Linked DNA regions of Drosophila melanogaster: regions 1 and 3 are each linked to region 2. A link is a contact called in public Hi-C data. All regions are on one chromosome and are shown on one strand. The core of a region is the stretch at or near the end of the contact, and the rest is flanking DNA. Distances in the headings are between cores, read along the strand shown.

What was found. Hi-C and Micro-C count contacts between places; a contact is called where the count stands out from the background.
Region 1: a contact with region 2 is called in a Hi-C map of the Kc167 cell line, with 2.1 times the contacts expected there. A contact is called at or near these places in 5 of 107 Hi-C or Micro-C datasets (the D17-c3 cell line, the Kc167 cell line, embryo and 1 more).
Region 3: a Hi-C map of the Kc167 cell line shows a contact between it and region 2, with 2.6 times the contacts expected there. A contact is called at or near these places in 4 of 107 Hi-C or Micro-C datasets (the Kc167 cell line, embryo and syncytial blastoderm embryo).

Annotation. Positions count from the first base shown.
Region 1 is chr3R:21,480,812-21,484,309 of dm6, forward strand. It overlaps Fancm (Fanconi anemia group M helicase), which reads left to right and starts at 1,514. Exons shown (of 6, transcript NM_001275877.1): 1 at 1,514-1,650; 2 at 1,708-2,041; 3 at 2,170-3,044; 4 at 3,141-3,498. The coding sequence starts at 1,576.
Region 2 is chr3R:21,617,826-21,621,236 of dm6, forward strand. It overlaps InR (Insulin-like receptor), which reads right to left and starts at 1,496. Exons shown (of 13, transcript NM_001144621.3): 1 at 1,197-1,496. It overlaps E2f1 (E2F transcription factor 1), which reads right to left. Exons shown (of 8, transcript NM_001300526.1): 8 at 2,479-3,411.
Region 3 is chr3R:21,405,871-21,409,645 of dm6, forward strand. It overlaps CheB93a (Chemosensory protein B 93a), which reads left to right and starts at 1,575. Exons shown (of 3, transcript NM_142713.3): 1 at 1,575-1,836; 2 at 1,896-2,072; 3 at 2,143-2,454. The coding sequence starts at 1,582. The coding sequence ends at 2,313. It overlaps CG7907, which reads left to right. Exons shown (of 4, transcript NM_001104391.3): 3 at 1-18; 4 at 108-820. The coding sequence ends at 647. CheB93b (Chemosensory protein B 93b) reads left to right here and starts at 3,253. Exons shown (of 3, transcript NM_169959.3): 1 at 3,253-3,520; 2 at 3,583-3,759. The coding sequence starts at 3,257.

The DNA of each region.
Region 1 (3,498 bases), core at 264-2,763, 140 kb before region 2:
AAGCCGAATTAGGCAAAAGGCGTAGTGCCCATGGCCCACAGATACATACAGATATCCCACAGATAGCACGCACACCGAGATATGTACATTCATATATTCATGTATATTGTCTATATGAGGAGGGAGCCCCGAAGAGAGGGAGAACTTCATGCAAATGAAATGAAATTGACTAGAGAGCCAGCAAATTGAGTGTGTCCCGTGTACCCGTGTGCCCGGGTATTTCTGTCCCAGCTCACGGTGGCTGCCGAATGGGGTGCCCCTCCCCCAGCCCCAGCCCCCCACTACGAGCAAACACACGAACTTACATACATAAGTGAACAATTCATTTGTCACACTAAATTTGTTTCAATTCATTTGCTCGGAATGACAAATAATGCGATATAATTACATTTTGTGAGCGTTCTCCGGTGCCCGTGCTTTTCCGCGGGAGTGGGCCATGACATCCAGCTCTCGGACTCAGATTCCCCCACACACGGTCAATGCTCATTAGGTGAAGATTTTGAAATGAGATTGTGACTATTTACGTATGTTTTTCCGTCAAACTTGGCCAAGTGTATGTATGTGCTTGCTAATTATCATTTTCCCTCATCAGCAGCAGGGGCAAGGATTTGTGGAATAACTTCAGAAATTAAGGTTGAGTTTAGTCAGCATGGGAAGTATATTATTTCAATTATATTATTCGGCTTATACATTAAAAATTAAAAATTCAGTTCCATTCCATTAATTAATCAATTCATTAAAAGGTATTTGTTAAATATCCTAATGCTGCTACCAGTTTAATTGTATCTACCCGTACTGCTTTTCTTTTGATACCAAGCCTTTTCGTTGGGGAAATAAAAGCAAATAAGAACGTTCGTTGGAAGCGCCTAATTTAAGACAATCAGAACATCTACGACAGAAATATCGCGAAAAGTACTCGGGCAATCTGTAAGTACGCAGTGTGTATTCGCCCAATTACGAACTGGCGACATTAAATGGGGCTTGACATTTCCGGGCAGATTGTGGGGTCTGCGTTTTCGTAAGGATTTCGGCATTTTAGCAATACTTTTCACCGATATGATACTGATTAAGGGAAATCATACAAGAGCTCTTTTAATTAATGTAAACTATTGCCATTTGATCACTCATTTATCTTTATTCTCTAAAATCAACTTAGTCACTGTTTAAAATTGGCGCGCTTTTATTTGAATTTAAGTGTTTGGCAAACATATACACAGTGGCGCCATCTGGAGCAGTGCTGCCACTCTCGTATTTGGCACCATTTTAGAGCACTGTTTAATGGCTTAGCAAATCCGCGCTATAAGAAGCCGCTTCAAGCTTGCTTAGACAGTTAACAATTTTTGAGAATTGTATTTATTTTTACTTATTACCCTATATTTAGAGGGTTTTACAGACTAAAATTAGTTTTCATGTCACGATTTGTGTGATCGATATACTCCAACAGCGCCACCTAAAATGATTAGCTCATCCCTAACGGAATGTTATGTTATAAACACAATGTAAAGCAATGTAAACACTTTCAAAACAAAATGTAGATCGTCGTGCAGTAGTTGTTATCAAAAGATTGCTGCTATCATGGATGTGAATTGGATGGACGATGACGAAGACCTAGTGGCGGCCTTGGCTATGCACGAAGAGCAGAAGAGCGAGGTATTTACTTGTATTTACTCCTGCGAGCGCAGAGTCTCTCACAGTTTGGATCCTCAGGATGCCGATGGAACACGTTGGGAACATTGCGACGAAGCCTGCGATGGTTTCGATATGGCCACAGGACACAACTGGATTTATCCAAACAACCTGCCCCTACGATCCTATCAACAAACCATCGTCCAATCGGCGCTGTTCAAAAACACCCTGGTGGTGTTGCCCACGGGATTGGGAAAGACCTTCATTGCGGCGGTGGTTATGTACAACTTTTACAGGTGGTATCCAAAGGGAAAGATTGTGTTCATGGCACCCACAAGGCCCCTGGTCTCGCAGCAGATCCACGCATCCCAGAAGATCATGCCCTTTCCATCTGAAGACACGGTGCAGCTAACAGGTGAGTTCAAATGTGAAGACTTATTTACAAATGCTTACCGGGTTATATGACTAAAAGAACCTGGATGTGCCGACTGCCTTACAAGTCCTGAATCCAAAAAATAAGCTCCAGTCCCATTTTTATTCCAGGCCAACTTCCTCGACCCAAACGAGCTGAGCTGTGGGCCTCCAAGCGGGTCTTCTTCGCTACGCCGCAGGTGGTGCACTCAGACATGCTGGAAGCTGATGGCGAATGCAGCTTTCCCTTTGGGTCCATCAAGTTGATAGTGGTGGATGAGGCGCACCGGGCCAAAGGTCGCTATGCCTACACCCAAGTGGCCGACTGTCTGATGGCACGTAACAGGTATTTCCGGATGCTTGCCCTGTCCGCTACACCAGGAAGAACCATGGAGGATGTGGCAGCTGTGTGCCGAAACCTATACATTTCCAATCTGCAAGTGCGCTGGGACACCTCGATCGACGTGCAGCCCTACATACACAGGCGGACGATTCGAACCATAGTGGTCTCCCTGAAGGAGAGAATCAAGGAGCCGAGAGAACGATTGCTGCAGATCATCGAACCATACCTACGCCAGCTTATGGAAGCTGAGATTTTTAAAGGCAACAAGGGAACCGTGAGCAGAAATAGTTTGCTCTTTGAGCAGAAAAGCTTCGTCGAACGATCGGCGCAAGGCCAGCGGCATCCGGATCACAACATAATAATGGGCAACTTCGCCATGTGCATCAGCATGTACCACTCGCTGGACCTAATGGAGCGTCACGGTCTTCGCGTCTTCGTGAACAATTTCGATGCAGACGACGACGGGCGAGAGAAATTTGTACTGGCCAGAGATGGTAATCTAAGGAATTTGGTGGAGCAGGTCCGCCAAGAACTCGGTGCCAATCCCCTAGATTACACCACGCATGCCATGACGAATGGAGAAGTGCCGCCTTTGCCATCTGATCTAGACTTTGGACATGCCAAATATGAGAAGTTGCGACAGGTGTTGGTGCAACACTTTCAGGTAGGGGCAAAAAATCAAAAAAAAAGAAGTTTTCATATAATTTTCATGAAACCGATAAACATATTCCCTTGTTAATATAAATGTTTTCTTTAATAGGCAAACCCCGATTCCCGCGCCATTGTTTTCTGCGAGTACCGTGAATCCGTAATGCTGATTCACCGGCTACTCCTTCAACACAGACCGGTGCTCCGTCCGCGCTGTTTTGTTGGCCAGGGCAGCACAGTTGGAGCAAGCTATGCTCTCACCCAGAAACAGCAGCTGCAGATAATGACCGACTTTCGATCCGGCACTAGCAACGTTCTGGTGGCCACGTCGATCGGAGAGGAGGGCTTAGACGTCGGCGAGGTGGAGATGATTGTGTGCTTCGACATTTGCAGCACTAATCCCACTAGATTTATTCAGCGGATTGGGCGCACTGGAAGGAAGAAGAATGGAGAGGTGGTTATGCTAGTGA
Region 2 (3,411 bases), core at 246-2,745:
GGTGTCCACCATACATTAAAAAACAACACATTTTCCAAAGTATAACTTTAGAATTATAAAGGTTTGAAAATCATGACAAGTCAACAGGTGAGTTCAATTTTATTTTTGAAATATTAAATAAAAAATTGAGTTTTGCAGGTGGTCCTGAAGAGGGGGTGAGAGCAACATACATATTAAAGCGCCTTTTAAGGAAAAATGTATGGGTGTTTAATGGAAGTCGACTAAGACACTTCTTTGAAGTTTATTGTTTTGTTTTTTTTAATAATTTATACTAATTCTATAAATATTTAATAAAATTCTATTGAATAGCTCTTATTGACGCTTGTATGATTAATTTTAAAACTTACCAAGGACAATAAGGAGACAGTCTTTAGCAATAGTACTAAGTAATTTCATGAAATACTATTTTTAATAATAATGTTAGTTACTCTTTTAGTGCTGGCTTAATTTAATGCAATGGAAAACTTATCTGTACCACTTTTCAAAATGCGTGCAACAATAAAAAATAAACCAGCACAACAACAACAACAATAATAAAACAAAAACCGGCAGCAATCGAAATTCTTTCATTTCTTTTCCGCCTCTCTTCGCGCAGCCGCTCTCCGCACGACAGAGAGACAGAGAGAGAGAGAAAAAGAGAACAATGTTGGCTGCGCCGCTCATTCACAAAACGGAGACGTAAAGCGGTGTGCGAAGAAGAAGAACAACAACAGCCCAAGATATGATAGATATGGAACAACAACAAAAGGAACAAGAGGAACCGGGCGGAGAGAGGAGGAGGAGGAGAGCAAAAACAACTTGGCATAAATTGCTGCTGCGTAGTAATTTCACGAGTATTTTCCTAGTTACGTTCTCACTACTATTATTCATTTTATTATTATTTGTTGTTTTTGTTACATACCCCTTTGCAACGGTTTTGTTGTCGTGCATTGTTGATCTAGTTGTTGTTGTGTCACCTAATTTTTGATTTTTATTTCTATTTGTATTTTATTTTGGTATCGATTTCAAAATAGAACGACGCACTTTCCCAGACGCAGGCGTAATTAAATTTTCTTATGTTTTATTCGCGTGCTTTCTTTTTGCGCCGCAACTTCACAACATGCTGTGTATATATAAATAATAGGAGAGCGCGCGTGTGTGTGTGTATGTGTGTGTACACAAATTTTATTTATTTATTTACCGTGAATTTTACTCACACACCCGGACAAGCCGCACTCTCGCCAGCACACGAGAATCGCCCGCACTTGTATTTCGTGGAATTTCTTTAATTCGAACTCCACCGACCTCGCACTATTGCTCTGTATTTTGTATTTTCGCACTTTTCATTCACGAAATGCTGGGGCACATAATTTCGCCTTGCACAGTATTAGGTATCGGCAATTCACTGTGGCCTCTATTTGACAGCGATGATTTTCCGCACGACGAACACACTCACAATTCCAATTCACGGCGACCGCGGCAACGATCTCAACGTTTCGAAATCGCGTGAAACACTGCCAGCCGTTACCCTTGTTGTATACGCGATTTTCGGTTTAGCGCGTTTTCCAACTCTGTTCGGTCGTTTTCGAACTCTGTCTTTTGACCGCTTACAGAACTCTGTTAGTGCCGGCTGTTACACTAGCGCGCCACCTATAGCAGAGCTCTTCGTTTACCAACACGCCATGAAGCCCAATACTGAATCCTCGCGCACTAAAAACGGATATTCCATTTGTAAAAACTTTTATATGAGCATAATGTCATTAGCAAATATTACATTCTGGATCACTTTTTTTTCGAAAAATTTAGAAAATATAATAAAATAATGGCGCTATTATTGTGTCGATTTCTTAATGACATAGGAAATATTTTTATGTAATCATTGTCCAAGAGCATCTACTTTCCATGCAATCAAGCATAATCATTTCCTTGAACTCCCCGCCTAGGTGATAAATACTAACTAACTACAAATACTAGGAGCTGCTGTAAAACCAATTTAAACCAATTTTAAATATTTCGCTAGGATCTGCTTTTTGGGGTTTGGCTTTTAGAAACGCAAGTTTCAAGTTTAAAGATAGTGCGCCATACTTGAATATCGTAAATTGCAAGCAGTGCTACGTTTTACTGCTTTCCGAGTTGGCGGGCGCATTAAAATGCACTGCTTTCCCAGTTGGCGGGCGTTTTAAAACATGCAGACAAGTCTGCTAACTACTCATGGGTAAAATGATCAAAATCCAAGGAATGGATCACATATTTAAAATTCAACTTGGTGTTTAAAAAAATCTTTGAAAAGATGCATAAAACAGTACAGTCTTTATACTTTATTAAAAATAATTAATATAAAAAATAATATTTACCAAAAACATTCAAATGATGATTCAAAATTGCTTAGTTAAAAAAGAAGTTAGCAAAAAACACTTCTTGTGACCATGGCAAACTTCACCTTATTTAAATTCGGCTTGAAAAACTTAAATATTCAGTTTAATTGAAACAGTAGACATTCGGTTTTAAAAATTTATTTTGTTTATTTTAAAGTTTCCTTCGTTTTTGTAATATTTATTTTCTCTTTTTTTCATGTGTTTGTTTTTGGAAAGAAAGAAAAGTACCTAACAAGTGTGTTTTCTCTTATAAAAATTAAACGTACAATTATACAGTGGTTTCGGCTTGTTGCGGTTCTCCTTCGTTTATTTATTGATTTTTTTTTACAATTGTATGATTTGCATTTGTTTGTTGCTTTTATCTATCGTTTAGTTAAATATATAACTACTAGGAGAGAGTTTAAATAATTATTTATGTACTTGTAGTTGACTCTGTTAAGTGGTTGGTTGTTTGTTTTGTGGGATGATTTGGCTTCTATGAATAAACTGCTATTGGGCCCATGTGTGTGTTTACAGTTTAAATTTTATAACAATAACAAATTATGATACATAGTTATAGCTTTAATAATATTATAATTAAAAATCAATCGATAAATCCAAGCAAATGAAGAGAAGAGGATTCTGTTGCATGCGTCACTAAAACAGGAACCAAAGCCATCTTGTTGGGGGCCCAGGAGTGTTCTCTTCCTCTTCTACTACTGCTCCATATTAATTTGAAATGTCTTCGATATATTTTACAATTTGAAATTGATTTTCTTTTTATTGTTTAATGTTGATTGGCTTTACAACTATTTTGTTTTATAATTTAAAATTATATAAGTGTGTGTGTGTGTGTGTGTGTTGGTATTATTTTTACTAATTTACAGACAGTTCTAGCCCAAAAAGTTGTTTGATAAGAGGGAAGTATTCGCATTTTTTGTGTGTTATCCAATCGTTTAAATAGTATTCCTGATTCTTTTTGCTTTCTTTTAAAGGCTAAAATTAAAATTTGCTTATAAAATGTGGCTCTTCTTGCTACGACTTCTCCCTATTTCTCTCGTGAGGCTGAGTTTTTGTA
Region 3 (3,775 bases), core at 325-2,824, 210 kb before region 2:
TATCACTCTGTCTTCAAGGTGAGTTTGTTGATTCGTATTAAGTTATATTTACTATACCCTCTTCTTCATCAATTTCTATATCATTTACGTTTCCATTTTGTTTTTAGGATTTGGTTGCAGGAGATCCAGAGAGGCAGGCCGCGGTCTTGAACGGAATCTTCGATGTGTGGGTCGCCAGCGATCAGTACAAATTTGTGGTGACCGAAAAGCTGGTCACGGGGTTGATAATTGAGCCCATTAGCGTTGTGCGTTGGATCTTCGGCCCATCGATGCGCAAGGAGCTCACCAAGATATACATTTGGGAGCTGCTCCACTCCGCTCTCCGCCACCTGAAGCGTGTCCAACAAAAGATCGAAGTCGTGGATGTCGATGATCCAAGTGCATGCGATCCTGTAGTCAAAGGCATTCTGTTCACCATTGTGCAGCGTTTTGTGAAGACTCTTTGCGGTGCTCCGTTTGCAGACGAGGGAACAGAGGAGCATTACTGGTTCCAGTGGGTTCTGGGCAGACTGGAGGAGACGCTCTTTATCTATGCGGATGACTTTAGGGTGATCAATAACAAGTTGATTAAAATGTCCGAGGATGCATCAGATCTCAGGCCTGAAATCTCAAAAACCATTGCGGCTTTTGTGGCTTGCGTCATGTAACTTCTGTTGAAGATTTCATTCCCGACTCTCGATTTACGAATTTGACAACCAACTGGTGATTTACTTATTCAACGGACAAACTCAATATACACTCCCAAAAAAAAAATGTGTACAAAAAACACTATACAATTTTAATAATTTTTTATTACTTTGGGAGAAATAATACTGCTATCAAAGAAACTTCAGTGGTGCTTTTTATTTATATACTTTTAGTGGTTAGGTCTTTAGCTTTTATTAATTTTCAGAGGAAACGCTTTTTTTTTATTGGTGCTAGTATTTTTCGCCACAGTGTATGACTGCAATTTTTAATTTAATACATCGCAATTTGAAAAAGAATTGCGCGCTAATCTCTGCTATGTTTTTAGTATTTTCGCAGCCTATTTTGAAGGGATGTGTATCGATAATATCACAGAATACTTTATTATCGACTACAATCGAATATGTCGGTGTAGAAATAGCTTAAGATATTGACAGTAAAAAAAATGTAAAATATGAAAAACTTTCTTTGTATGGCATACTGGTATACTGTACGAAACGGCGCGCCTTTCAAATGAAATGACCAGTGACATGTGAAGGTATTGCCATGGATAAATACATTTGATGTTTATCTAACCCCACTGTTGAAAATATGTTATTACTAGTCAGAATCGTTCGTTTCACTAGCGGCTTACATGTACATAGATGAAATGAATGGAAAGTACAATTATAATTATATATCATTAATTAGGAACGTGCAAACATTATGATGGCTAATATAGTGTGACTATACATTTAAAGATCAGATTAATGAAAAAAACCCATATCTTCCTTGTAGATTCATATCATACGCGTGTCAAATAATAATTATTGGCATTTTTATATATTTCACGTGTGTCGCTTGAGTGCTATTTAAGGTTAAGCGAGACGCAAAATCAAATTACTAAAAAAGTGAAATATGGGGTGCGAAACTTCAGTATTATGCACGTTGCTGATTTTCTTCCAAATTATTGGTCGGTCATTTGAAATGAGCCACGATTTTGTGCCCATTAAAGATGATTTACTAAGTAAGTGCGAGGATAAGCCAGAAATGGGCTATTTGGATGCATTCGTGGATTTATCCAACTTCAGTCGCAAACGAGGTCCTGGTGGAGTTAATATATCAGGAAACATAACAACAATATGGGATGTGGATCCATCGGATGTCGTCGAGGTGAGAGGCTTTAATGCATTTAAATAAATAAACTTCCTCCCCAACTAACTGATTTTCAGATTGATGTTAGCATACTGAAGTTTGAAGGAGATAAGTGGATACCAACAATAATTAAAGGGAATGTTAAGGACTTTTGCAAGTCCTTTTACGACAAGAACACTCTTTATTACTCCTATTCGACAAAACACGTGGTTAACAAGAAGGAAGCGAAGGAAAAATGCATTACCACTCCAGGAGTAAAGATATACACCACTTAATCCACTATAACTCAATCCATTTACATACATTTAAATTCCTTTTTTCTAGGCAATTTTGCTGTGGGAGCCCTATCTCCTGAAAATATCATTCAGCTATGCAGTTCCCCTGAATGTGGGGCGGCACAAGGCCGTTCTTATATTTACTGCCATTGACAAAGCCGGAGTTAAGCGTGATAGGGACATTTGCATGGAAATCGTCGGTGACATTGTAAATGCCTAATCGTCATGGACCTATTTCTCTGAATTCGTTTAAACCTAATAATGATTATGATTTTATTGTTTCTCAACAAAGGTTTTGGTGGAGGGTTAATTTTTCTGCAACAACAAATTACTTTTGTTAATTTATTAATAAACAAAAAATTAAAGAAATGCTTAATTCCTTTGTTCTTGTGATGTGATTAGACAAATGTTCTAATTACGGAAAAGGTACATTTTAAAAATGCTCTGATCTTTCTGAAGATGAAAACTTTTCGTCAAGAATAGGTTGTATTATTAATATTATCCTACATATACCTTATTGAAATTAAAAGAAATCGGTAAATAATAGCCTCACCACTAGGTGGAGCTCGAGTGCTATCTCTAAAGCAGTTCTCTTGCTGCTTGCCGAAGCAGTTGATGCGCTGCTTGTCGAAGCAGTTGATGCACTGCTTGCACATTGCGCTCGCACAGTCATCAACTGACTACCGGGTATATCCTCTTGTATTGTCCACCTCCATATTCCTCTTGCTAGTAGTAGAATAGGGTATATTACATTCGTTGTAAAAGGTAAAGGGAGCGTTTCCAACACATTGAACTTGTTCTTGGTCGTAATTACTCCCCGAATCAATCTGGCCATGACCATCTGGCCGTATTATGAATCCGTCAATATTGTACTGATATAACTACACATATAGCTACGATACCGTTTTACGTAATACATCTAATCTGAATCAGAATTTAGATAGATTACTTAATGATAAACTTACATTTTTAAAAACACGCGAGATTGCTGATAGACTAGATCGCAATCTCAAACAACTTTAAACTGAAATCGATCTTATAAAGATTCATATCATTAGCGTGAGATAGCCCAACTTCGATATATCGGATTATATAATTGCCACAGCTTGTCTATTAAAGCGGTAGAGTCTCAATTGCAACGAGCATTTCAAAAATAGCGAAACATGGACCGGCAACAAGTTACACTGCTGAATATCCTTATATCCCTAACATTGCAAATAATAAGCCCTTCATTTGCATTAAATCACTTTTTTATTCCTGAAAGGGAAGAGCTGTTTAGTGAGTGCCTCGACAAGCCAGGATTTTCTTACGTGAATGAGTTGGCTGATCTTTCCCGATTTAACCGTAAAAAAGATGCAGATGGGGCCATGAATATATCTGGAAACATAACCATGTTATGGGACGTCGAACCTTCAAATCGCGTCGCGGTGAGCATCATATATCCTTATAATATCCTTATTGGCTGTGGTTGATGGAAACCACATTTCAGGTTGAAGTAAACATAGAAAAATTTGAAGGAGGTACTTGGAATCCAACATTATTCAAAGGAGGTGATAAGGATTTCTGCAAGAACTTCTATGATAAGAACACCATTTATTATCCTTTCTCGACAAAACACGTAATCAACAAGCAGCAAGTTAAGGACAAATGCATTACAACTCCGGGAGTAGGGATACTCTAAA